5 separate regions of the Mus musculus genome follow, and all the other regions are linked to region 1. The links are chromatin contacts, called in public Hi-C and HiChIP or PLAC-seq maps. All regions are on one chromosome and are shown on one strand. The core of a region is the stretch at or near the end of the contact, and the rest is flanking DNA. Distances in the headings are between cores, read along the strand shown.

Region 1 (2,646 bases), core at 102-2,601:
AAGGAGAAAGCTAGCAGAGCATAAATATTCACTGTTCTCTACTTCCTGGTTGCATGTAGCTGCTTTAAACCCTTGTTACTATGAATTTCCTGTCATGGTAAACTCTGCCCTTAAACTGTAAGCCAAAGTAAACCCTTATTTCTGTGTTTGTGTGCATGTGTGTCCATGTGTCTTTGTGTGTGTGTGTCTGTCTGTCTGTGTATTTCAGTGTATCTTTGTGTGTGTCCATGTGTCCTTGTGTGTGACCATGTGTGTGTGCATCTCAGACAAAGCCATTAGGTGTCCTGCTCTACCGTGCTACACCTTAGCCATTAGGTGTCCTGCTCTATCATGCTACACCTTAGCCATTAGGTGTCCTGCTCTACCGTGCTACACCTTAGCCATTAGGTGTCCTGCTCTATCATGCTACACCTTATTGCCTTGACACAGGGTCTCACTGAAGCCAGAACTCTTCATTTTTGCCTAGGCTGCCTGACCAGCAAGCCCCAGCTCTCCTCCTGCCTCCCTCTCTCTCTCTCTCTCTCTCTCTCTCTCTCTCTCTCTCTCTCTCTCTCTCTCTCTCTCACACCTCACCTCCTGACACCTTGTACTGAGATCGCATAGGCAATGCCAGGCTATGCCAGGCTTCCTAAGTGGGCATTGGGGAGCACAACTCAGGTGGCTCTGCTTGCACCAAGTTGCTTTCCCCTGTCCCTATTCCTATTGTTTATTGTTAATCGAGCCAGAGTATCGGCGGTTGTGCCAATTAAGCAGGCGTATGAGCTCCTCTGTGATGAGGTAAACTGCTAGACCTGTCTGGGTGTTCAGAACCTGTCCTTACCAACTCAAGTTTCAGGTGGCAGCTCAGTTTTTATCTCTGGCAGCAGACAGAGATCTATCGTATCTAGGTCTTTGCACAAGAAAAGGTGCTGCAGATGTGCAAACAACATTAACAGGCACGTATCCCACCAGCAAGCATCCCACACTGTGTAACGAAAACCTTAATAAACTCAGTGCCTCCAAAGTCCATTCCTAATAGCTATTTGTAGTTTTGTCAGATCTGGGACCACAGGTTCCAAGTCCCCTTCCTCCTCCCGGGTCCCTAACTTACAAATCAAAGCAGTTTAGCAATGGCTCAACGAGGATCCCCTCAAGTAGCCAGTTGTTGCAAGTAGTTGTATTGAGTCTGATACAAATTAAAATGTGGTTACAAATGTAACACTAAATAGAAAATGACTACCTGCTTCTAAATATATTTCTGTCAACAGAATATTAGAATTAAATTTCTAAGTTCCAAACTGGCACTTCTTTTCAATACTTACCTTTATCAAGCTTAAGATAAATGGTAATTTTAAAAGTGCCCCGTCATAGTTGAGCAGTGAAAAATGGAGCCTTACATTGTAGACATGTGGCCTACAGCGCCATCTTCTGGAGTCATCTGGTAGTGATGGTTCTGCAATTTTTTTCCAAATAGAAAACGTTTCTCAAGATTGCATTTAAAGTGCCGAAAGAATACATAACAATTTACTTCTAAAATCCCCCAAACGAATTACAACAAAATAGTTACCTATTTTCAATCTGTTTCAGTAAACTGGCATTTTAAATCAACCGAATGAAGACTGAGGCATAGCAAAAGGAAAGGAAAATATTCCCCAAATAGGCTCTGAAATCTGATACTTGGGAAATGGAAATTGGGCCAAAGTAAACCAGCACTGATACTTCCCACCTCCATATGATCTGTGTGCATAGATTTGCCAGCAACTTGACATTATGACCATAAATTTGGGACCCCAAGGAACGACCTCAGCTATGTTGTTCCTGGGGTCAGACAGTGCGTTAGCCCAGGCTTGGGAATCAGCATTAGCTACGTTTGGGTGTGGTGCACCAGTGTGCCCAGCACAGCAGGTCTGAGCTGCAGCCCCTGGGTGTCATGCTTCTGCCAGGCACCTCGTGAGGGTGGTGTAACTTGAAGACACTTTCCATGAGCCCGTCTCGAGATAGGATTGTACTGATTGTTTTTCTCCATAAATGTAGGGCTAACCATTTAAAGGTCTGAAGAGAGGCATGACAGAGTAATTTTCCTGAAAACTGTGTTTTCAGAAATGGTTACGTAGGCTGAGCAGAAATTAAACCTGAGCATGGAGCTCATCATTCATGGGACATTGAGGCCTCTGTGTTTCTCTCCTTAGACGTCACACTCACACCAACCAGGTCCCAAGCAGCTCTTGAGAGCAAAGGCACCAGACAGACACAGTCTAAGTAAGAGAAGCAGACTTTCAGGCCCCGCCCAGTATAGGACAGTGAAGTCAGAGTATCCAGTGTGGAACTGAGAGTATAAGCTGTTCACAGACAGTGCTTGTGTCTTAAACTGTGCAAATACCAGGGCGGTAGTTCTCAACCTGTGAGTCGCGACCCCTTTGGCAAACCTTTTTCTTCAAAGATATTTACATTACAATTCGTAACAGTCGCAAAATTACAAAGCAACAAAATAAATTTACATGCATATATGTGTGTATGTGTATATATATATATATATATATATATATGTATTTATATTTATATTTATAAAGTAACAAAAATCATTTTATGGTTGAGGGGTCAGTTCAACATGTGGGACTGTATTAAAGGGCCCGCAGCGTTAGGATGGTTGGAATCGACTGTACTGGG
Region 2 (2,646 bases), core at 82-2,581, 500 kb before region 1:
ACCCAGTCCCTCTGATCACTAGGCAGGCTTTTGTCTATGTAGACACAGTGAACTATTTCTTCCTTCAGGGTCTTATGGCAACCACCCCTTCTCTTGGCCACCCATCTCTTCCCAGTATGGCTCTGTCTCATTCTGAAAGCCTCATGCTACATGTCATATCATCTTCCCTTCATTCCTTCTGGAGCTCTGACCTGACCACTCATCCACCCAGCCTGGGCCAGCCCCACACGTCTATGTCCATAGTGTCACAGGGTGCATCCTCCGCTCTGGTCCTGAGCCCTCTTTGTGTCCTGGCGTCATCTAGTGCTCCCTTCCAGAACATAAACACTACGTGGATGCAAGGGACCCACAGAACAGAAGTGCTACAAATGCAGGGACCTGCCTGCTCATCTTAGCCACCAACCACTGGCAGCAGATTTTGTGCTCAGTGCACAGCTGTCCAGTCGACAGCTTGCCTTGTGTGTGTGTGTGTGTGTGTGTGTGTGTGTGTGTGTGTGTACTTTACAAGTCACTGCAGCATTTAAAAATGTAAATCATGAAGAGGAGCACTTAGCTCGAGGTTGCTTCAGCTATGACAGTGTGCTTCATTTCTTTCCAGCGAGCTCCTGGCTTATCCAGTACTTCTTGTAGCAAGCTGGAAATGAAGAGGAGGCAGGTGTCACGTCCTTTGTCATTTTAAGAAACTGACACTCAGATGAAATACTTTGTGCAGATTCATAGTCAAGTGGGTGACATGTCAGGAACCACAGAGGTCTTTTTCTCTTGAAGTATACCATGCTGTGAAGTAGAGCCAGGGTGGTATTTTTGTTTTTGTTTTTGTTTTTCTGGGCTACATTGTTGCACCATCGAAGAGAAAAGGAACTAGAGGAACAACAAATAAAATAAAATCAGATGAATAACAATGTTAAAGAAACATAAGCACAAGTGGTTATCTTTGTGTGTCCCACATTCCTATATTTATAGTTCATAATCTATCACTAGCTAGGGAAGTGTATGCTGATTTTCACATAAATTGCTTTAAAGACTTGAATTACATATATTTTATATTTATTAGTATATTATAACAGATAGAAAATTTAAGTACGATAGTGTTTTTTTTTTTAATTGGGAAAATATCTCTAATATATGACCAGTGTTTTCTAGCCAATCTTTTGAATACAAATTTTATTTGCCAAACATGCAAAGGTATCTATAACGTGGATAATAAATGTTACATGAGCTTTTTGGTCTCCAGATATCACCTCTTTGACTCTCTGTTGCTATGGAGTTTCATTTGTATTCCAGGGAGCTTGGGTTGCCATAGAGAACGTGTGGTTGTAGAGGAGTTGCCATGGCAACAATCCACCATTATGTATCTTGCAGCATCTTGGCTAGCTGGAGGTGACAGAGAATGCAAATGGTATTTATTCAGGCACCCAATAATGAAAATGAAAACAAATACCAGCCCGATTACTGCCGTCGGATATTTAAAATATGACGCTCACTACCCTTTATTCAAATAAATTAAGCAACACCAGAAGGATGCTCTCTAAACGGCCGTGTTTTAGCAGCCATTGAACTGGATCTCTAGAGATCCTCAAATTTTTAATTGCCATAATTGCTTCGCATGCGTATAAACAGCTCTATGTGAGATGAGGGACATTTTTTGTTTTGTTTTAACCTTCTCCTTCATGACCTTGAATGATAGAGCTCAGGTATAAGGGAGGAGACAAAGAGAAGGGAGACTGTTTTTATCTTTGAAGTAGAACTCAGAAATAAAGAAGCGAAGGGAAGTCACCTGGTGACTCATTGTTCAATGTAGGTTTTCAAAAGGAGGGGTGGGGGGAGCAAGGGAGCTATTTTTACTAAGAGAGCAAGTCCTGAGGTTAAAGAGAAATCCTAACCTGCTATTTGAAAAGGTTTTTGATGCATTAAATGCTGTTGGGTTCCTTTTGGAATTCCTGCCCCATTAGAAGTGCAGGGCAGATTAGCCAGCTGGCTGTCTGCTAACAGCATCCTTAATGTCACCCAATCAGAGTGACACCCGTTAGGTGCCTCAGGGGTTAGTAAAGAACACATGGTGAAAATGTTCATGGGATCAGAGCTCCTGAGAGGGAAGGTTTGGAAAGAAGATGTTTGTCTTTTAGGGTTTCGTATCTGGTTCTGTGATGTGTTAATTTTTTGCTCCCTAACAGTGAGCCTTCCTCTGAAGTTGTGAGGAAAGCTGACTTGCAGACTGCCTTTTCCATCCTCAAGGCCATGTGAAGAGGTCAGGACTTTTCAGCTGTCTTACTTGGATGCTTGTATTTTCTCCTGGACCACGTTAAAAAAAAATGGTTCCCTTTTGCAGCAGAGCTGTGCTGAACACAGAATCACGGGGTCACGGCTGGCTACTTCAGAGACTGGGGAGCAGCTGCATTGCTCTTGGATAACCCCCAGGGACCTGAGAGAAAAATGTAAAAGCCAATAGAACATTACCAAATGCAGCTTGCATGGAAGAGGAGCGTTTAGAACAACAGGAGTGTCTTAAAAGCTGATTTCTGGTAAATGGAGAGGTGGCTCAGTGGTTAAGAGTTCTGGCTGCATTCCATGAAGGCCCAGGTCAGGTTTCCAGAACCCACATGGTGCCTCACAACTATCTGTAACAATTCCATGGGATCTGGTACC
Region 3 (2,646 bases), core at 53-2,552, 350 kb before region 1:
CTGGACCACTTAGAATCTGTTTTTTATTTTATGTCAGTCAGATCTCAGTTATAAAAAAAAAATAAGAAAGATAGATAGGTCTCAGTTTTTGTCTTTGTTTATGTTTTTTAACAAGATGATGTTAGCTGTCATAGAATGTGGAGGCCAAGAGGAATCTTTATAAAAGAGTCATCTTTTCACTTATACTCATTTTACCTGTGTATATGGGAGCTACCTATGTGCCTGATGCCTGGAAGGACCGGAAGAGGATATTGGATCCCTAGAACTGGAGTTGTGAATGGTAATAAGCTACCAAGTGGAGGCGGGGAACTGAACTCAGGTCCTCTGCAAGAGCGCCAAGTGCTCTTGACATCTTAACTGCCAAGCCATATCTTCACCTCCTATTTTTCTTTTTTAAAAATTTTAAACTTAAAAAATTTTAAAAATCCATTCACAAGGTAATGGGTTTCCTTCTGGTGTTTTCATAAGTTTTGATTGGCAGTCTCCCCTCCCCTTGCTCTTCTCCTTGCTCCCCACACCCATGAGTACCCTTCTACCCCGAGTGTACCCACTTTTACATCACACACATTATACCCTCCTCCCCAACCCCTTTTCTGGTACCCTCTCCACCTCTCTGGCTCCTCCACACACTCAGTCTCATAAAATACGTATTTATAAAAATTGGGAGTTAGAGTATATAGGTCTGAAAGAATAATTGTAGTGCAGTGTTTGTCTTTGTGAGCTTGGGTTGTCTCATTTAATATATCTTCCCATTCCATTAATTTTTCAGCAAGTCTTAAAATTCAGATTTTTTTTTATGGCTGAGTAAAATTCCATTGTGTCTGAGTATCTCATTTGTATTATTCATTCATCTTCCGTGTACAACAGGCTGATCGCATTTCCTTACTTTGAACAGAACAGCTGCAAACAGTTGTGCAGATGTCTCTATAGTAGACATTTTTTTTTAAGGATGGAAATATAGCAGTCTATAACAGTGGTTCTCAACCTTCCTAATACATTAATACAGTTCCTCATGTTGTGGTGGCCGCCCCCTCCCAATCAATAAATTATTTTCATTGCTACTTCATAACTGTAACTTTGCTATTTTTAGTAATTGTAATGTAAGTATCTGTGTTTTCTGATGATCTTAGGCGGTGACCCTTGTGAAAAGGTCATTTGATCCCCTAAAAGGGGTTGTGAACCCCTGGTTTATAGGCTAGTTAATGAGAAGAGATGGAAAATACAGAATAGGAGAAGGTGACTCAGTAAGGCTAGAGTACTTGACAGGGCAGCGGTAAGGGTGGATCAGTGAATGAGGCAGCAGCTTCAGCCAGGCAGGGAGCCAGCAGGGTATGGAGGTGGCAGTGAGGGAGGGCTGGTGACTGTGTTCAGAGGGAGAACAAGCCCCCTGGCTGGAACTTTTACCAGAAGCTGGAAGCCAGGAAGCCAGCCCAAGGTGAGAGTGGAGGAGGTTTAGAAGCCCAGAGGAAGTTGTACAGCTGCGATAGCCAAGCTGCTTCCTGCATCCAAAGAGTGATCCATGTTCAAACAGATTTTCTGGCCTTCATCCCAGAGTTTCTGGTTGAGTAGGACTGGGGAAAACCCTGAGACAGTGCCAACAAGTTCTTAATGGATGCTGATCTAGACGAGACTCTGAGAACCGCTGGTATGGTGCTCTGATGCTTGCTGTGAGGATAGCCTAGCCTCGTATGGTATGACAGAGCAGGCTAGCAAAGTCAGTGGGTCTGCTGCTTCCAGCTAGTGCTGAGCCAGGGAAGCCTCCGGAAGTGACCTTGCCAGAGGGGGGTGGGCTGGGGGGGGGGAGGACTAGAGAGGGGGGACGTGAGACTCCTAAGAAGCATCCTGTCAGGGCCACCTTGGGTCTTTCCAAGGTGTGTGTCTTACATAGGGCACCAGAGCTTATCCGTAAATTGACTGTAAGACACTTTGGGTCCATTCTTGGGTGTTTCGGGTGGGGTAACCAACTGCACACTTAGGTTTTTTGGTTTGGACTCCAGCTCTGTTACCTTTGGTTATGTTGTTTATCCACTAAGTATTATAAATTTCTTGGGGTTCTGGAGTCTGGCCATTGTTGAAGTTGCCATTCATTTCTAAAGTAGATGTTTATAAAGTACTCAGATTTTGCTTGGAAATATATATTTTTAAAATTTATTTCGTAAGTAGAAAAAAAAACACATGGTATTCACTTCTGTTTGGAGTCTTATGATATAAGCAAAAATCATCAAAGTCAAATCATATCAAAGGAGATCCATTGTCCTATTAAATGACTTGACAGCCTCCTGTACTGGAAGAGGTGTTGGTTTTGATAGTCCTTTTAAATCATGATTGACAAGTATACTCTGCAGTAAGGAAAAGGGATGGGGCAGGGACATACTCAGAAGTAATCAACCTCAAAAAATATCACGCTAAGAGAAACAAACTAGGCTCACAAGTAAGCAGAGACACACGAGGGTTGGTGATCAGCTGGGAGTGATCAGCATTGCTAATGGGAATGAGACTTTGTGGGTGATGAAGTAGTTTACAATTAATTGTGATGAGTGTTTCATGTCCCTAACACATACTAGAACTCATGTATTGCCTGCTGTGGGCAAGATGTATGATATGTTTATTTTTGGCATAAGCCTGTTAACAAAACCAAAACACGTC
Region 4 (2,646 bases), core at 98-2,597, 290 kb before region 1:
TCCTCCTCCTCTCCTTCTTCTTCTTGTTCTTCTTGTTCTTGTTCTTCTTCTTGTTCTTCTTCTTCTTCTTGTTCTTCTTCTTCTTCTTGTTCTTCTTCTTCTTCTTGTTCTTCTTCTTCTTCTTGTTCTTCTTCTTCTTCTTCTTCTTCTTCTTCTTCTTCTTCTTCTTCTTCTTCTTCTTCTTCTTCTTCTTCTTCCTCCTCCCCCTCTTCCTTCTCTCTCTCTCCCCCCTCTCTTTTCTCTTGGTTATTATATTTACATTTCAAATGTTATTTGATGCCAGGCTGTCTCAGATCACATGGTAAAAGGTGACGCAGAGCCTCAATGAGCCTGTATTATCCGAGCCTCTGATAACTCTCATTTTCCTCTCTCCCCTCCCTCTTGTAGTTGAGATTCTTTTTAACTGAAACCTGAGACCTACTCATCTATGTAGCTTTGACTATCTTGCCTCAGCCATTCCATTACATGTCAGAAGGGCCCACCTCCCTGCCATTAATCTTTTAGAATCTGCCTTCCATTCCTGCCTTGGGAGAAACGTCTAGTGTTTGGCTGGACTGTTGAGATTGGTTGTTTATTCAAGGAAGGTCTTGGGCCAAAATTAAAGGCATGTGATGAATAAAGGCATTGATAAATGAACTTGACTTTCAGAGGTTAAACCAAAGACAGGCATTCCCTACTTCCTTCAGGTCCTAACTGCTGCAAAGACTCTGTTGTTTAAACATAGGCCTTGCAAATAGAAGGAGAAACAAGAGGAACCACTTAGCACAGTGCTTCCTTATGGCATCCGGAATGTGATGGTCACCAGACTGTTTCCTAACCTTGTCTTTATCCTTCAGACCTAGGTCCATTTCTAAATTGACATCAGAGATGGAATAAACCTTATCTGGCTTTATCACCCTTCAGTAGCTCCCACTGGCCAAAAGGAAGAACCCGACATTCTTGTCTAGATACACAGATGTTTCCCCATCTTCTTGTCAGCTTCTTCCTCTGGAATGTGTCTCCACCTCCCTGTATGCCCACAAGCATTCTAGGAATGTCACCTTCTCCTTTTCCTGCTACATTCCCCCCTGCCTGTACCTCTTGTCTATCATTAACCTGCCCAACTGTTCTTCAGCCAATGATGTTCAGTTCGGAGCTAAGGGTACCTCCCATCTATGGTTGGCCTGAGCTGTGCAGCTCTCTGTGTGGACTTTAATCAAAAGAATACATGGGATGCAAAACAAGGTCTTGAATTTATTGTTTACCCCGTGGTATCATTGTGTTTGTGTTGTAAGACTCTAATGAGCCTTAGCTTACTGGGGAACCCCCTTCCCCCCTCCCCCCAGTTAACAAAATGATGCAAAAGCAAGAGGAATTTATTGTTCCAGTATGCTGGGGTCATCATCCTACACCTGAAGGAGAGGCAGACTGTTCGGCCAGTTTTTATACAGTTTCCAGACGAGGAATAGAGCATCAGCAACTAGGCATAATATAATTGGCAGAACAGTGCACCCTTTAAACTGGTTGGTCTTTAGGGAATGAGGTAGTAGGGGTTTAATCAGTCTCTCCCTTCTGGCCTACATGCTCTCTGACCTGTCTCTTCCAGGAAGGGAGGGGTGTGATGGAATTTTCCAATGGCTCTGAGCTGACCTCTTCAATGTTACTTAACCCCACTGTACATGAAGTTTCTCTAGTCACAAGGCAAGGTCCATTACATTGAGTCTCTCTGAGACCTCTTAGCACTTAGATCCTTCGTATCATAAAGCTTATTTCCAGAGCAGTTCATTAATAGTACCAAGATTTAAAATTAGGGCATGAAGGGAGGTGATTATCAAACAAAACAAAATGAAACAAACAAGCAAGCAAACAAACAAACAAAAACACCTGTTAAACTTTCTGTTCTTCTCACCAAATTGTAAGGGTGGAAATCAAGATCAAAAAGTCAGTATGATAGCTTCTCTGGACTCCCTGAGGAAGCTGGTATTGATCCTGTTGGTATTTGCCTAGGTTTTTTCTGGATACCCTTTTCTGATTATTTTCCTTTAGAATCTATCTCTACTTTTTGTCTAAGTGTTGGGGACGAGAGCTAGGGCCTCATGCTGTACTTACCTTTTGAAAACATATTGAAGAGTCAGTATTTACATGATTATACAGTTGTCTGAAATTTTAAAACAAGCTAGTGATGTGTTTATAAAAAGACAAAGAGAAGTAAGATATGTTCTATGAGGGTGTGGTGAGGTGTGGGGGAAAGGGGTGCCTCGGTGGGCCCATGTTGAGGCATCTCTTTCCCCTGAGGGACCAGCCACACGGTATAGTATAGAATAGTTTATTCAGGGAATGGGGAGGGGAGTTAAGAGGGTAGTAGAGGCAGAGAGAGGGAGAGAGTAGAGAAGTAGAGGCTAGCCATGACCACGTGGAGAGAGGGAGAAGGGAGGGGGAAGAGAAGAGCCCAAGTGGGCAAGAGAGAAGAGGCAAACAGGAAACAGGAGTAAGAGAGAGAGGAAGAGGCAAGCAGCCCCTTTTATAGCAGACCAGGCCTACCTGGCTATTGCCAGGTAATTGTGGGTTGGAGCTTAGACAGAGTACTAGCAGCTAGATCTTTTTGTTCCTTGAGTTAATGTTCTACACCCATTATCAGTTAACTTATCAAATATTTCCCAGGGACTC
Region 5 (2,646 bases), core at 76-2,575, 280 kb after region 1:
TGTGTGTTTCTCAGCAACAGTCCACCTTGGTTTTGAAGAGAGGGTCTCTAAGTGAGACCCGGAGCTTTCTAATAAGGGTAGCCTCTACCTCTTTGGTGCTATGGTTTTGACAGCAGCTGCAGTCATGCTTAGTTATACTTGGGTGCTGGGGGTGGCAAGTAAGCTCTCTCCGGGGACAAGAATAATATGTTTGAGAGGACTTCTCCATAACCTGAATAGAAAGGGGGTGTTGGAGAGAAGCGCTAAAGCCACTTCTCAGGGTGGTGGGCATGGCCAGATTCCGTACCTTTTCTGACTTCTCAACCCTCCCCCACTCTCCACGATGCAGGCAAGATTCTGAAAATATCATAGATAAGGAAATAAGCTGAAAAGACCTAGGTGGCTCAACTCTTAACTTTGCAGGAGGTAGTCCTTGCCGCCTAAGAACGCAGGCTTTGCGTGGTATGAAGGGAATTCTCACGCTGTTAGATAGACATAGTTCTCTTCAAGAATTCAACAGACAGAAAGTTAATGGGGCAGAGGGTGAGCACACGCCACATTGCAGACATATCCCTGGAGCGAACGGTGTCCACACATTCGTTAGCCCCTGGAACCCTAAAGTTTTCTGCAGTGGGCTTCGGTGACAGCGCAGAGAGCCATGCATGGTAGGTAGCTCCAGCGTGAGTTGCTTTGCACCACAGCTAGTGACAGCCTGGTTCTACTTCAAGACACCTGACGGTCTTCACATAACTTCTCCCTCCCTCTTCGACCTCCTGGACACCCGCCTTTCCCGCGGAGTTGTCCCAAAGGAAAGCCCTTGGCATCTTATACTCCCTACTGCCAAAGAGTACCAACTTCACAAAGTTCTAGGTTTCTAGTTCGCTTTCCTCTGGGATCTCTGCCCACGAGTACAGCTCTGGCCAGGAGGCTCCCAGCGACCCAGGGAAGCCAGGGAGAGCAGGCGACCCTTGTATTCAGTTCCACACAGGCTCCTCGCAAATGCACACGGTGCTTGGCGGGGGGTATGCGGGAGAGCTTCGGGAGACCAAGGGGACTCGGGTCCGGCCCTCCCCCCACTCCTAGCCGGGCCTTAAGCTACGGGTGTAGACGCAGCGCCCCTACCGCCGGCTTTTCCACCGCCTCCATCTCCTCCTCCTCCGCCTCCTCTTCCTTCCCCCAGCGGGCGTGCAGTCTCAGCCGGTTCAGACTGGCCAGGGTGCCCCTGCAGAGGAGATCTGAGAGTGGGACCACCCCGGGAGTGACTTCCCGGGGTGGGCGGTGGGGGTGGGGAAGGTGGAGCCGGCCGGGCGGGCTGCACTCCATGTGTCCCGAGGGCAGAGGGCGGCGGCCGTATATTGCGCGCAGCGGGACTGCTCGCCCAGCGCAGGGCCCGGATCAGCAGCTGCGGCCGGAGCTGCGCCCGCGGCCCCAGCCGAGGCCGGGACTCAGGTAAAAACCCCAGGAACTGGGAAGGTCCCGGCGGGAGCTGTCCCCTCACCCTGCAAACTGCACCGAAAGGAGGCGGTGCTGTCACCCGCGGGTGCACAGCTACCGGCCGGCTTCTGGTCTGCCCGGGCTGAAAGCGTCCTGAGAGCGCCGCGGAGCACTCTGCACCCTCTTCTAGAAAGAGTAACTGCCTCTGCAAAAATACTCGTAGGGTTGCCTTTTGCAGGGAGAATGGGGGAGATGAGAGCTCGGATGTCACCAGATGAGTCTCCTGGGATACCTTCTACGTGTGACCCAAGTGGGTCCTCACTTCCCAGAAGGCCGCTCCCGAGGAGGTGGGCTCAGGTGCTGGGGAGAATCCAGGCTGGGGCGCATAGGTTTGGTAAACTGCAAGGACAGCAGCTCACGTTGCGGGCAGATCCTGCTGGGTTCCGGGCAGGGCAGCACCCGGGCTGCGCTACAGGGTGTAGGAGCCTAACGGCCAGGCGGCTCCTCCGCCACCTGAACAAAACTTAGAAGGATTTTGGTGCGCATGCCTCAGCTCTGGTTCGCCTAGGGAACCCTTCTTTGGTTTTAGCCATGCACAGAGGCTTCAGGGGAAACAGCAAGCCATGGAACTTGACCATCAATCAGGTCGGGATTTTACTTCGTTCTTGGAATGTCAGGTCTATGCAGCACAAATGATCCGGAAAGTTTAGGCAGTGTTTACACTACAGATATTATTTACATATTATTTATGTTGATATCTTACTTGCCTCATTGGGCCCATCTGATGGGCTACAGCTCAGTGGTAATAGTTAGACATCTTGACTTGCCCAGATTGGCATGTTCACCTAGAGCAGAGCAGAGCAGAGCAGAGGCCACTCAGATACTCTTAGGCAACAGACGGAGTGAGCTAGGTTGGAGAAAGAAAGGGTGTGCCGATTGGTTACAGCCTCCGTTAAACACTTTGTGAGCGCAGAGAGTAGTGTCGGTACCCATTAACCACCCTCGACTAGCAAATAGAAATTAGACAATAAAATCTTTTCACCTGCCAACTGGCAATAACTTGTATATTCAGCACCGCCGATGTCCGAAGAGCAGGTTTCCTTGCTTCCCATCCTTCTGTGTTTGGGTAAGTGGAGAGACAGGGATCCTACTCGTCTCTAATGAAGGTTCTATAGAAAGGGCCAGGGGCGTGGTAAGATGGCAAAGAGTGACATTAGGAACTCTGGACTGGAT

What was found. A called contact is a pair of places that touch in the nucleus more often than the background predicts. HiChIP or PLAC-seq counts read pairs in DNA pulled down with a chosen protein or histone mark.
Region 2: an H3K27ac HiChIP or PLAC-seq map of SST interneurons shows a contact between it and region 1, with 5 times the contacts expected there. The contact joins two enhancer-like sites. A contact is called at or near these places in 1 of 15 datasets of contacts at CTCF or cohesin (the NIH/3T3 cell line), 32 of 484 Hi-C or Micro-C datasets (the AML12 cell line, the AtT-20 cell line, the C2C12 cell line and 21 more), 3 of 115 datasets of contacts at active chromatin or transcription factors (the NIH/3T3 cell line, SST interneurons and astrocytes) and 1 of 9 other capture datasets (pancreatic islet).
Region 3: a FOXA1 HiChIP or PLAC-seq map of pancreatic cancer cells shows a contact between it and region 1. The contact joins two enhancer-like sites. A contact is called at or near these places in 1 of 15 datasets of contacts at CTCF or cohesin (the NIH/3T3 cell line) and 1 of 115 datasets of contacts at active chromatin or transcription factors (pancreatic cancer cells).
Region 4: a contact with region 1 is called in a Hi-C map of pancreatic cancer cells, with 6 times the contacts expected there. The contact joins two enhancer-like sites. A contact is called at or near these places in 4 of 15 datasets of contacts at CTCF or cohesin (the NIH/3T3 cell line, embryonic stem cells and pro-B cells), 105 of 484 Hi-C or Micro-C datasets (the AML12 cell line, the AtT-20 cell line, the Ba/F3 cell line and 61 more), 11 of 115 datasets of contacts at active chromatin or transcription factors (the HPC-7 cell line, the NIH/3T3 cell line, astrocytes and 7 more) and 3 of 9 other capture datasets (adipose tissue, embryonic stem cells and liver).
Region 5: a contact with region 1 is called in an HNF4G HiChIP or PLAC-seq map of pancreatic cancer cells. The contact joins the promoter of Slc16a9 here to the enhancer-like site in region 1. A contact is called at or near these places in 3 of 39 promoter capture datasets (cranial neural crest, maxillary cranial neural crest and stem cell-derived epiblast-like cells), 2 of 484 Hi-C or Micro-C datasets (embryonic stem cells and nephron progenitors), 5 of 115 datasets of contacts at active chromatin or transcription factors (embryonic stem cells, pancreatic cancer cells and stem cell-derived neural progenitor cells) and 3 of 9 other capture datasets (adipose tissue, embryonic stem cells and liver).

Annotation. Positions count from the first base shown.
Region 1 is chr10:69,963,425-69,966,070 of GRCm38.p6, forward strand. All of the region lies in intron 29 of Ank3 (ankyrin 3, epithelial), which reads left to right. Among named protein-coding and RNA genes, the nearest start is that of Gm33361, 43 kb to the left of the region's middle. Within about 2 kb of position 1,352, at least 52 of the 459 cell types and tissues checked have an H3K27ac peak or open chromatin away from gene starts, as enhancers often do. A contact at or near this core is called in the HL-1 cell line, the NIH/3T3 cell line, SST interneurons and 3 more, where this site is marked.
Region 2 is chr10:69,464,425-69,467,070 of GRCm38.p6, forward strand. No RefSeq gene overlaps it. Among named protein-coding and RNA genes, the nearest start is that of Ank3, 68 kb to the right of the region's middle. Within about 2 kb of position 1,332, at least 58 of the 459 cell types and tissues checked have an H3K27ac peak or open chromatin away from gene starts, as enhancers often do. A contact at or near this core is called in SST interneurons and cerebral cortex, where this site is marked.
Region 3 is chr10:69,610,594-69,613,239 of GRCm38.p6, forward strand. The region is part of intron 1 of Ank3 (ankyrin 3, epithelial); the gene reads left to right. Among named protein-coding and RNA genes, the nearest start is that of Gm33464, 49 kb to the left of the region's middle. Within about 2 kb of position 1,303, at least 95 of the 459 cell types and tissues checked have an H3K27ac peak or open chromatin away from gene starts, as enhancers often do. A contact at or near this core is called in the NIH/3T3 cell line and pancreatic cancer cells, where this site is marked.
Region 4 is chr10:69,670,119-69,672,764 of GRCm38.p6, forward strand. The region is part of intron 1 of Ank3 (ankyrin 3, epithelial); the gene reads left to right. Among named protein-coding and RNA genes, the nearest start is that of Gm33464, 110 kb to the left of the region's middle. Within about 2 kb of position 1,348, at least 33 of the 459 cell types and tissues checked have an H3K27ac peak or open chromatin away from gene starts, as enhancers often do. A contact at or near this core is called in the HL-1 cell line, embryonic fibroblasts and pancreatic cancer cells, where this site is marked.
Region 5 is chr10:70,243,951-70,246,596 of GRCm38.p6, forward strand. Slc16a9 (solute carrier family 16 (monocarboxylic acid transporters), member 9) reads left to right here and starts at 1,326. Exons shown (of 6, transcript NM_025807.3): 1 at 1,326-1,428.